Regions from separate parts of the Mus musculus genome. Here regions 1 and 2 are each linked to region 3. A link is a contact called in public HiCAR-type and promoter capture Hi-C data. All regions are on one chromosome and are shown on one strand. Each heading gives the region's core, a stretch centred on a gene start, on an enhancer-like site or on the middle of the called end of the contact. The rest is flanking DNA. Distances are from core to core; before and after follow the strand shown. Region 1 holds the start of Slbp (stem-loop binding protein). Region 2 holds the start of Rnf4 (ring finger protein 4). Region 3 holds the start of Slc4a1ap (solute carrier family 4 (anion exchanger), member 1, adaptor protein).

Evidence for each region. Promoter capture Hi-C pulls out the DNA fragments that hold promoters and counts their contacts. HiCAR-type assays count read pairs that join an accessible place to other places.
Region 1: a contact with region 3 is called in a HiCAR-type map of astrocytes, with 9 times the contacts expected there. The contact joins the promoter of Slbp here to the promoter of Slc4a1ap in region 3. A contact is called at or near these places in 3 of 39 promoter capture datasets (hippocampal neurons, liver and pre-B cells) and 2 of 115 datasets of contacts at active chromatin or transcription factors (astrocytes and large pre-B cells).
Region 2: a promoter capture Hi-C map of liver shows a contact between it and region 3, with 2.6 times the contacts expected there. The contact joins the promoter of Rnf4 here to the promoter of Slc4a1ap in region 3. A contact is called at or near these places in 2 of 39 promoter capture datasets (liver and pre-B cells).

What each region holds. Positions count from the first base shown.
Region 1 is chr5:33,650,567-33,654,294 of GRCm38.p6, forward strand. It overlaps Slbp (stem-loop binding protein), which reads right to left and starts at 2,008. Exons shown (of 8, transcript NM_009193.2): 1 at 1,629-2,008; 2 at 1,397-1,513. The coding sequence starts at 1,687. Tmem129 (transmembrane protein 129) reads right to left here. Exons shown (of 4, transcript NM_026698.3): 4 at 2,650-3,728.
Region 2 is chr5:34,334,851-34,338,071 of GRCm38.p6, forward strand. Rnf4 (ring finger protein 4) reads left to right here and starts at 1,400. Exons shown (of 8, transcript NM_011278.5): 1 at 1,400-1,691. It also overlaps A830049F12Rik.
Region 3 is chr5:31,525,184-31,528,651 of GRCm38.p6, forward strand. It overlaps Slc4a1ap (solute carrier family 4 (anion exchanger), member 1, adaptor protein), which reads left to right and starts at 1,812. Exons shown (of 14, transcript NM_001347328.1): 1 at 1,812-2,501; 2 at 2,860-3,055. The coding sequence starts at 1,839. Supt7l (SPT7-like, STAGA complex gamma subunit) reads right to left here and starts at 1,579. Exons shown (of 5, transcript NM_028150.2): 1 at 1,432-1,579.

The DNA of each region.
Region 1 (3,728 bases), core at 758-3,257, 2.1 Mb after region 3:
AAACTTGGGAGGCAGGTGGAGCTCTGAGTTCAAGACCAGCCTAGTCTACCTAGTGAATTCCAAGAACATCAAGGTCATGCAGAAAAACCCTGTCTTAAAACAAACACACACACAAACAAACCCTAACATTTATTTTCAGATAATTGGGAACATGACAGGGTCTGAAGCTTCAGCTCAATAAGGTTTTTATTTGGTTGGTTTTGTTTTGCTTTCATTGAGACAAGATAGTCTAGTCTCACTGTGTAGCAAATAAAGAACTTGAACTTCTAATTCTCCTGCCTGTAACTCCTGATCACACCTGAGATCACTGATATAAACGCTATCACCTTCCTTTAATCTACCTTAGGGCTGGCCTCTGGCCTTTCCTATACTCCCACAACTAGTCTAATGTCTTCAGAGATGTGCTGGTAATTTCACATTTTCACCTGAAAGTTTCCCCAAGGTTAACAAGATTTCCTCCCAAAATAGATCTGCCCATCCTTTGCTCCTGTTATCATGAGAAATGACTGGCATCAACAGAAATGGTCAAGGGTTTCAATCAGGCTGACTTTTCTATCCTCAATCAACATTGCCTGTGTATTCAGAAGTCACTGAGTTAAGTCACTAATTCCCTTCACTGGGCTTGGCAGCCCCATGCTTATCTTATCCTCCCTTCTAGTCAGCCATCTAGCAAACACCATAGCCCATAAAAGAAGGTATGGTCAAAATTTCTGAGATCGCTTTTCTCATCAATCACTACACAAAGGTCCCCAAAGAGAGCACTTCCCTGAAGAGTTCACATCACCAGCTTACTCTTAAGGCACTCCTGGTCTCTCTGAATTACTATTTCACTTGCTAGCCCGCCTCCATCAGGCTACCAAGGGACCTCACTGACTTAAGCACAATGCCTCAGGGAAAAAAATCTAAACACCGTGGCAAAAGCTTATCAAATGGAAGGACCCAACTACAAGTATGAATAATCTAGGACTCAATTTTGGTTTGTATCTCGCTTTCACTCAGGTAATAAAACCTAATTTCTCGCCCCAATACACATACACACACACACACACACACACACACTCACTCTCTCTCTCCCCCCCACCCCCGCCCCGGAAGCAGGGGAGGGTTGGAGGTCGAAACATTTTAACAAGATGTTCATAGTAGTAGTCCTTGACATTACTGACATTATGAGTGAAAAATATAAAGGCTGACCCACTCCGGATAAAACCAGTTTTGCTGCCACCTATCAGTCGCTGGTAAGATGCTTCTAACACTGAGCAAAACTGAAGAGAATCTCCAGAGTAAGCTAATCTACTCCACCAGCTTCGAAAACCCGAGTGCCACGGGATGAGGGTCCCCTTGGCCCGTCTCCAAACCCCCCGAGTGACCAACCCGTTTCCAAGGAGTCGGGACCCACCTTTCAGGTCGGTGGTCCGCAGTCTGGAGCTCGCCTTCCTCGGAGTCCTCGGGCTTCCGGTCCCTTCCGTCCGCTCTGCGCTTCCGTCCGAGACTCCATCTCGCAGGGGACCGCGGGCTGAGGACACAGACTGCGGTCAGTGGGCGGGGCCCCCAAGCACCGATGGTTCAGGGAACCCTTAGCTTACAGACGGCGAGAAGTCGAGGACTCGTAGACCGCATGACCCGCTTACCTCGCACCACCGTCGCGGCGACTCCCATAACCGGGTGGGCTTCTAGGTCTGCAGGCCATGGCGGCAGAAGTCTGAAGGGCAGCTCGGCGGCAAGCACTTCACTCGGCAACAGCACTGACGAGGTCTGAGCTCGCCTTGCCCAACCGCCCTTAAGTGCGCAGCGGCCCCGCCCCTCGGTAACTCCCGCGCGCGCGCGGCGAAGGGCGAAACCATGAGACGCGCACCTGCAGGGGAGTCCCTCTCAGCTCTGCGCGCCCGCCTGACGGACCCGGCTCCAACCCAAGCCTTGGGATTGCGGGCAGTCGCTAAACTACAACGCCTAATGCGGCCGTCCGAAGGGCGGGAGAAATGGAACAGCCCGACTAAGGCGGAAAGGAACTGGCGACCTCCCCCAGCCCCCACGGCCTTCCAGGAGGCTGGCGCTGTAGCAGCTGGGCCTCTGATTGGTTGCCCCTTCGCGGGCCCGAGGGATATTGGCGGGAGATTGGGCAGTGCGCGCCACTGCCTCTCAAAGTCAGGAGGTGTGGCCACGGCGAGGGCCGGCCCACCGAGATGCAGTCCAAGATCCCGACCGGCCCCTCCTACCCACCGCCACAGTAAGGCGGGAGAGCCCGCCTCTAGCTTATACCCATAGCTTTAAAACCGTACAAGCCATCCATTAACAGCCAAATAACTTAGTGGCCTCTTTTTCCCCGCAAGGCCATCTGCCCTGCCTCTGGTGCTTGAGTCTCCAGCACGCAGGCCAGGCCCCTGCAGATCCCACCTGTCCTATGTGGGCAATCATGACCCTTCCCTTAAGAGTGGATCTGGCCCAGAGCAGCGTGAGAGGGTGGGATGGTGGTAACTATGTGGAGCCATCTAAGGGCTTGTCCTTCTGAACGTACCAAGCACTGACACTGGTTTCTTATACGACTTTCTGATCTGTGACTATATTCATCTGACTTTCCCAACATCCTGCAGCCACTATGTAAAATACTGCAAAAGTTTGGTTTTACTACCAGGTTAAACAAAATGAAGTACATCACTTGAAAAGGAACACTTTATTAAATACTGTATCATTTAACTACATTTACATTTATTTGTATAAAATTAACTCTTCTGTGGTTAAAAATAACTTCAAACCACTTGGCCTCTGCTAGGCAGACAGCCCTTGAAACTGGCTGTCTCCTGGTCATACTTCAGGGACAGGCAGAACTGAGTTTGCTCTGGTAGCAAATCCCTGGGGTTAGGTGCAGTGTTGGCTGGATAAGGGGCTAGCTTGGTCTGCTACTACTGCTTTCAACAACTAAATGTAAGTGCTTCAGGACAAGTTGAAGGAGAGGTCATCCCTCTAGCAGCTACACTTTGTGTCAGAGATGGAGAGTAAAGAGCAACCTCTTCCCCACCCATCTGTACCATAGATAAGTGAGTACATCTATGTATATGTGCGTCCATCAGAACCTTAACCACTGAGGTATCCTCTCCTGATCCAAGCACCCCACAGGGGCTTGGCTAACCCTGTGCTACACCCCTGATGGGTTTCTTTCTGGATAGTCCTGTGGCTCTCTGGTCCTTGGCTCCCTAAAACCCTTTCCTAGGGTTAGGAGTATGAGCTTTTGGTCTCCCCTGGACTAGAGAAGCAGGACAAGACAACAAAAGCATTGTGGACCCTCTAAAGCATATGCAACCCTCGTGAGGAACTTGGGAAAGTACTCTGTCATACCTTCCTACCAAGAAGTGGCCCCTTGGCTAGCCACAGTCACCAGGATACCCTAGAAGAGGACTTCACACTAGAGTGGCACCCTGGTGACCCTCTCAACTGTCAGTGTCTACCCAACACCATAGGGTCTGGTTTTTAACTGAAATACAGGTATGCTATGTAATAGAATTAAGGCAAACAGGCCAAATAAAGGCTCTTGAGCCAAACTCCAATGTCTTGGGGCTTTGGAGCATCCTATGTGGCATATCAGCCCCACCTGGAGGTAAACTGGAAGAGAAGAGGCTGAAGGTCCAGGGATAGGGCATTTCCATGAGAATTTCTTCTAAAACTCTTCAACTGACCATAGATAGACTCAAGGTAGAGAGTGGCTGTAGATTAAGTGTGTGCTTTAACTAGAACCT
Region 2 (3,221 bases), core at 150-2,649, 2.8 Mb after region 3:
TTTTGGTGTTTTTTGAGTCAGTGTTTCTGTATAGCCTTGACTGTCCTGGAACTAGCCTATCAGGCTAGCCTCAGACTTAGAGATCTGCCTGCCTCTGCCTCCTGAGTTTAATCTCTGCTGGGATTAAAGGTGTGGGCCACTACTTCCTGGCAAGAAATATTTAACTGTTTAACTGCAAACAGAACCTTTAACCTATAAGGGTATATATTCCTGTTTTGGTCTCACCTGATTTAAGTATTCAAAAAATTATAAGAAATACCTACATTTTTCTTACAAATGTAAGTTCTCTTTATTCCTATTTATAACATTTGGAAAGCATGCCCAAAACATCAAAACACATTTTACACTGGAGTCAGGTATGTATTTATCATACACACTTTATCCTAAGTTCTCTTATAATTCCATAAAACGTCAGAGATTGTAATATGGAAAATATTAACGGTCGGGTTTTGATCTGCTTCGCCATGTTAATCAATCTTCCAGGATCTATATCCCCACAGAAGCAATTCAACCACATTTAGGATAACCTTCAAATCATCTGCTCAAGTAGTCTGAGGGTCCTCATCTATTTCTTTCTAGTTGCTATTTATCTATGGATAGATCATTTTCCAGTTGCTAAACCCATCCCTCCACCTAGCCCAGGAGCAGCAGGACTTGTATTACCTGTTAGCACTCACATTCTTATTAACCGGCAGAAGTAGGTAAAATGGATAACCTGTAATAGGTGTGAATGGACTGAGACTTGCCTAAAGTTATTATACTGGTTTTCAGATTCAGGTAAGAGAGATTCTGTAACATGAGATGTCCTAAGACCCAATTCCAGGCCCTGGTCTTGCCCGAGGCCGTTCTTTGCATTCCATGGGACTTGTGTTCTGAGTCCTGCCTTTCTCGCCTCTGCCCCGACACACTTGGGCAGCTAACCCGCAGACTCCTGGGCATGCCCAGCTCTACCTTCCCCCGCCTTTAGCACACACAATGTCTAACTGGACGTTCTCTTTCGTCTAGTCCTCAAGCTTCCTCCAGGTAGGCCTCCCAAACGTATAGGTGAGCCCCCTGTCCAGATGATGGGATTCCTGCGAGGGAGAGTCCGGGGACCGACATGCCTAAGAGCCTGGCACTTATGGTGCGAATCCCGGCCTGGTTGCCTGTGGATCAGCAGAAAATTGGGGCCTTGGGCGAGTCTCTGGTACGCCTCATTAACGACCGAGGAGACGGAGAAGGGTACGGATTATGGTTTAGGGCTAGATGCAGCCGTAAGGGCCACCGTATACCAGGTCAGAAGCCAAACGAAAAGTCAAACACCCAGCGGGCAAGCTCGCGACGCGCCTCAGCAACGACACCGCCAAGTTCTCGTGGGAGGAGCGCGACTGGCGGCACTCTCGCGGGAAGTGGAAGCTCCCGCAAGCAGGCGGGGGGCGTGACCGGAAGAAGGTGTATTTCAAAGTGGTAATAGATGGTTTTCTCACCCAATAAAATTGCAATTTATCCTCCTAAACCGGTAGAGCACGGGAGAAAAGGCGGGAGAGGCCAATAAGGGCTGAGAAGGGCGGGCCGGTGCCGGACGAGCGGAAGTGGGTCTTCGTGAGGCGGTGGAGGCTTGCTTGAACGGGTCTCCTCAGCGGCGGCTGGAGTCGGTACGTCCTTGCCCGAGCTCATCAGCCGAGGCGTCTGGCAGCAAACCCCAGCTCCAAGTAAGGCTGGGCTCCGCAGCATGGAAGCGGCGGGGCAGGGCGGTGCGGGCGTGGAGCGCGGGCGGCCTCTCGGCCCGCACTGGGGTTGGTGGCCGCCCGCCTCTCGCAGAACCGCGCTTCTCCGGCTTGGGCCCTCTGCCGCCTCTTTCCCGGAGAGCACGCGGTTGTCGGAACATGGAGCGGCGCCGTCGTCGGAAGTAGGGAAATGTCTTGTGTGGGGGTATCCGCTCGCCAACCCGCGGCCTGGCCGGAGAACCTCTTTCGCCAAGTAGGAAGGGAAACTGAGGCTCGGCGAGGGTTGGGGGTCGCCCAAGGTCACTCTCGGGGCCGGGCGGGCGGATTGCAGAGAACCTGAGCGAGGTTTTTGTTCCTTGCTGATGACGCAGCCTTTGTGTGGTCGCGTCGCCGCCCCGCCTTCCGGAGGCCTGCGAGTTTGCTGGGGCACCCGGGCCGCGTGGCGGGCCGTATCTAAGTTGCGAGAGTGCCGAGGACGCTTGCGGGCTTTGGAGCTGAATGGGGTTTGGGCTTCCAGGAGCCACTTTTGGTTCTATCTATGGTTAGTCAAGCGGGCGATTGCGACCTCCATCCTTAGCCCGGTGCCTGCTCGGGCCCTTCCCTCAGGGCCACATCTGTACACAGGGATAGGAAACTTAACCTTTAACATTGTTCGCAGTGGACGCCATTGTCCACATTTTGATTAGGGCGGGGGAGGAGTCCAGATATGGGCGTTCCTGCTTTTTGTTTTTTTAAACTTTACCCCTGGGCGTTTTAAGCTTCAGTTTTTCGGTCTGCCGTTTAGTTTAGGTTGCCCAAGTAATTGGGGGAGCCCGAGGTTCACAAAGGCTGAGGTAGTCTGAGGTCTTTCAGCCTGCAGATTGACTCTTGTTCCTGACAATGGTGAGAGGGAACCTCTCTCCAGCCCAGACCCCACACACACCTGGTGCTTTTTCTTTTTAATGGTTGGAGAAAACACTTGCGTCCCGGTTTGCCTGTGAGTTCGATGTGAAATGAGTGGAAAGTTGTCTTGCTTACTAAGTACTTTGAAGAGTGCTTGTGATTCCAGCCTTTCAGAGGTAGAGGCAGAAGAATCAGGAATCTGAGGATATGTTCGGTCCTAGGTGGAATCGAGGCTAGCCTGGGCTACTTGAGACTCCATTTCAATAACAGTTTTGGTTTTGTTTCCTAGCTTATTTGGTTGTTCCGCCCCCCCCCCCCCAGGAAAGTTGGTTTCTTGGTGACTGTAATATTTATTTCATTTCTGAACAAAGGGTATTTATTGTTTTGTTGGGACTGGAAATTGGACTCAGAGCCTCACAAATGTTAGGCAGCTCCTTTACTACTGAGTTACATCTCTGGTCCTCTTTTTATTATTACCAATACTGATGTGTTGTATGATGTGGGCACCCGGGTGCCATGATGTATATTTGGTGGTGAGAAGACAACTTTGTGAAGTCAACTCTTCCTGTTTTTTATGAGATTACTTCGGTTTCAATTAATTTATTGGATCTCTATAAAGCTAATGCATTACCT
Region 3 (3,468 bases), core at 562-3,061:
CGTCTCCAGGTTTACTGCCTATATGTCTCCTCAGGTCCAACAAACATCAAATGAATACATTGTGTGACGGTGTAAGATCTTTGTCCTGAGGGAATAACAGAAGCAAAATACTGCAGTATAGCAGCAGCTGGCACTGCTACTTTAAAGGCGTGAGTTCAGTGTCCTGCAGGCAAGTGAGGGGCTTCCTGGACAAAATGAATGCCCTCAGCTCTAACAATATACTACTCAGTTCCTTTCTTTCTCTTTCTTTCTTTTCTTTTTTTTTTTTTTTTACATTTACTTATTTTGGGTATGTGTGCATGAAAAAATCACAAGACAACTTGTGAGAGGCAGTTCTCTCCTTTCACCATGTGGGTTCCATGGATTGAACTCGGGCATTCGGACTTGGCAGCAAGTGCCTTTTACCTACTAAGCCATCTAACTGGCCCCTCAGCTTATTTCCTTTGCTAAGATTGTATTTTTAAATTATTAATTTCGAGACAGGGTTTCCCTTTGAGGCCTTGGCTATCCTGGAACTTGCTCTGTAGACCAGGCAGGCTATGCATTCACAGACATTCGTTTTTGTTGTCTGTTGGGGGTTGAGTATATGCTTGTGTGTTCCATGTGTATGCAGGTGCCAAGGATATCTGAAGAGGGCATCAGATCCTTCTGGAGCTCAAATTAGAGGTGGTTGTGAACTCCCCTGATGTGGGTACTGGAAATGGAGCTCAGATCCACCGAAGAGCAGCACACAGAACCATCTCTCCAGCTCCACCACTCAGCTTCTCAAGAACATGAGATATTTTTATAATTGACCCTTTGAGTTGTGACCTCTGCCAGGAACCCTCTACATCTTTATCAGACTTGAATTTGTTCTTTAGGATCCCTGAAATCACCATTCCCCCCAACAGATCTCCTTTCTTTGTATATTTACATGAATTTGCTTTTATCCCTGAACCTTAACTTTAGTTGACTTATTCATCTGTATTCTCCCACTTGTTATGGCTGCCATCTTGGTATAGTTTCAGGCCTCTGTCAAAGAGTTATAATATTAACTATGGCTTAGTTCAATTTTCCATAAATTTTATGACAAATTAACACTACTATTTCCAATTTTTCAGATGTGGAAGCTGTTGTCCAGGGTCATGCCAACATCATAAATACAAAGAGTAAAAAAGAAAAGAGGTTTCGATGCTCAGGTTTGTTAAGCCACTAAACATGCTATCTCAATATTTTGTTCCGAGTAATAAAAGAATGAACAATAATAAATTGCTTCTTTACTAACTTCATAAAAGGAATAAATTCGAGAGCTGCAGATAGGGACTCCTTGCTCCGGATCTGGAGGCTTAGGCTTAGGCGCCGACCACAGGATCCTGGGAAGTCTGATTTACAAGGCAGCAGGAAAATGGGTGGCTCTGGACCGGAACCAGAAAATAAAGTTCAAATACTCACCGCCCTGCCCCAGGAGTGGTATACGCGGCTGCCTGACTCTGACAGGTCGGAGTCGAGGACTAGGTCAAGCCTAGGAGCCTTGTTTATTGATTAATGGACCAAGGCCACGGAAGCACTTCTTCCCAATCGCCCTCTGCCACAGGAAGTTATTACTAGCCTACATGCAACGCCTAAAATGTCCGTATCCTGCACAGCACTCTGAGAGCCTCTCCCCGCTTTCTGGTATTGTGACTCCCTAGTGCTATTCACATCTTTAAAACTCTGCGAGTCTTGAAAGAGGAACTCCAACATTTCTGTCCAGAGAAGCCTCAGGGAGGTGGGAAGGAGGAGGAGAAGTGAGCGGGAACGTAGAGAGCGAGGGGTCGGGGTTTCCGAGGGACACATTTTGAGATTGCACCCGGCTAAGGATGGCTGATCCTACCCCTCAGCTAGATGCGCCAGCTCCCCAGGAAGTCAGTAGCGAGTTTAAGAAGCCGGTTTTACCAGTGCCTTCCGCAGTACGGGGTAAGGCTCCGGCCTCCAGTCCCTCCGTTTCTGAGGATGTGAAGAAAGAATGTCTCGCGGCGCAGCTGGACTCTGGATGTGAGGAGCCCGAGGTCCCGCCACCGCAGCCGGACAGCCAGGAGACCGGGGGTCCACCGGTGGAGCAACTCCGCTCCCCGCGGGTAGCTCCTGCGTCTGGCGGTCCGACCCGGGCTCCTCCGTACCGAGAGCCATCGTGGGGCAGCCCAGCCACGGCCCCCTACAGTCTCGAAACCCTGAAGGGTGGCACCATCCTTGGCACCCGCACCTTGAAAGACACGAGCTGCTGCTTTTTCGGGAGACTTGCTAGTTGTGACATATGTCTGGAGCATCCTTCCGTGTCTCGGTACCATGCTGTACTACAGCACCGGGGGGCGGATCCCAGCGGAGACTCTGAGGGTCATGAGCAGGGCTTTTATCTCTACGATCTGGGAAGTACCCACGGCACGTTCCTCAACAAAACTCGCATCCCACCCCGCACTTACTGTAGAGTCCACGTCGGGCATGTAATGCGCTTTGGAGGCAGCACTCGGCTCTTTATCCTTCAGGTAGGTAGAAAAATCTAAAATAAAAATCTTGGGACTTCACTGTTTTTGGTTTTTCAAGACAGGGCTTCTCTATGTAGCCCTGGCTGTCCTGGAACTCTCTCTGTAGACCAGGCTGGCCTCGAACTCAGAAATCCGCCTGCCTCTGCCTCCCGAGTGCTGGGATTAAAGGCGTGCACCGCCACGCCCGGCGATTCTGAGTTTCTTTAAGGTTTAGTTGAGTAAAAGGATTCTGGTAACCAATGACAAAAGCACAGGCCTCATTCTGGACCCACAGGTCTGTGTACGTTGCTGTGTCTCAGAAAGTAATTTTCTCACTTCTGAATCCATATATGTATATATTTTACCCATGATTCATTAGGGACCAGAGGAAGACCGAGAGGCAGAATCTGAATTAACAGTAACACAGTTGAAGGAATTGCGTAAACAGCAGCAGATATTATTGGAGAAGAAGATGTTAGGTGAAGACTCAGATGAAGAAGAAGAAGCAAATACCACTGAAGGGAAGAGCAGTAGAAGTGGTCAAGATGATGAGCTGGGCTGCACGTGGGGAATGGGTAAGAAACTACTACTGAAGGTGGCACCCTCAAGTGCTTTTGATCATACAGCTCAGAAGGCCTACAGCTGAAGTAGGGTAAATGTAATTTGCAAGCCCAGGGTCATTAACTTTAGTGAGTAAAAGTGTTGAATTATGGGCATTATACATACACCTCTTTCTCACCGTGTAATTTGCTTATTGCGTTTATCATTTAAACACACACACACACACACACAGAAAGAGAGAGAGAGAGAGAGAGAGAGAGAGCTTTCTGAGTGCTAATTATCACCTGGAGGGCATGGAAAAATTTACTTCATTTCTTTGGCTGAGAAATCAGTATTTGATATTTTTTCACCTCTCAGGCTATTTTCACAAAGTACAAAACATTCAAGAGGTTATTGTATAGCTCCACATTTTGGATGATAGATATTC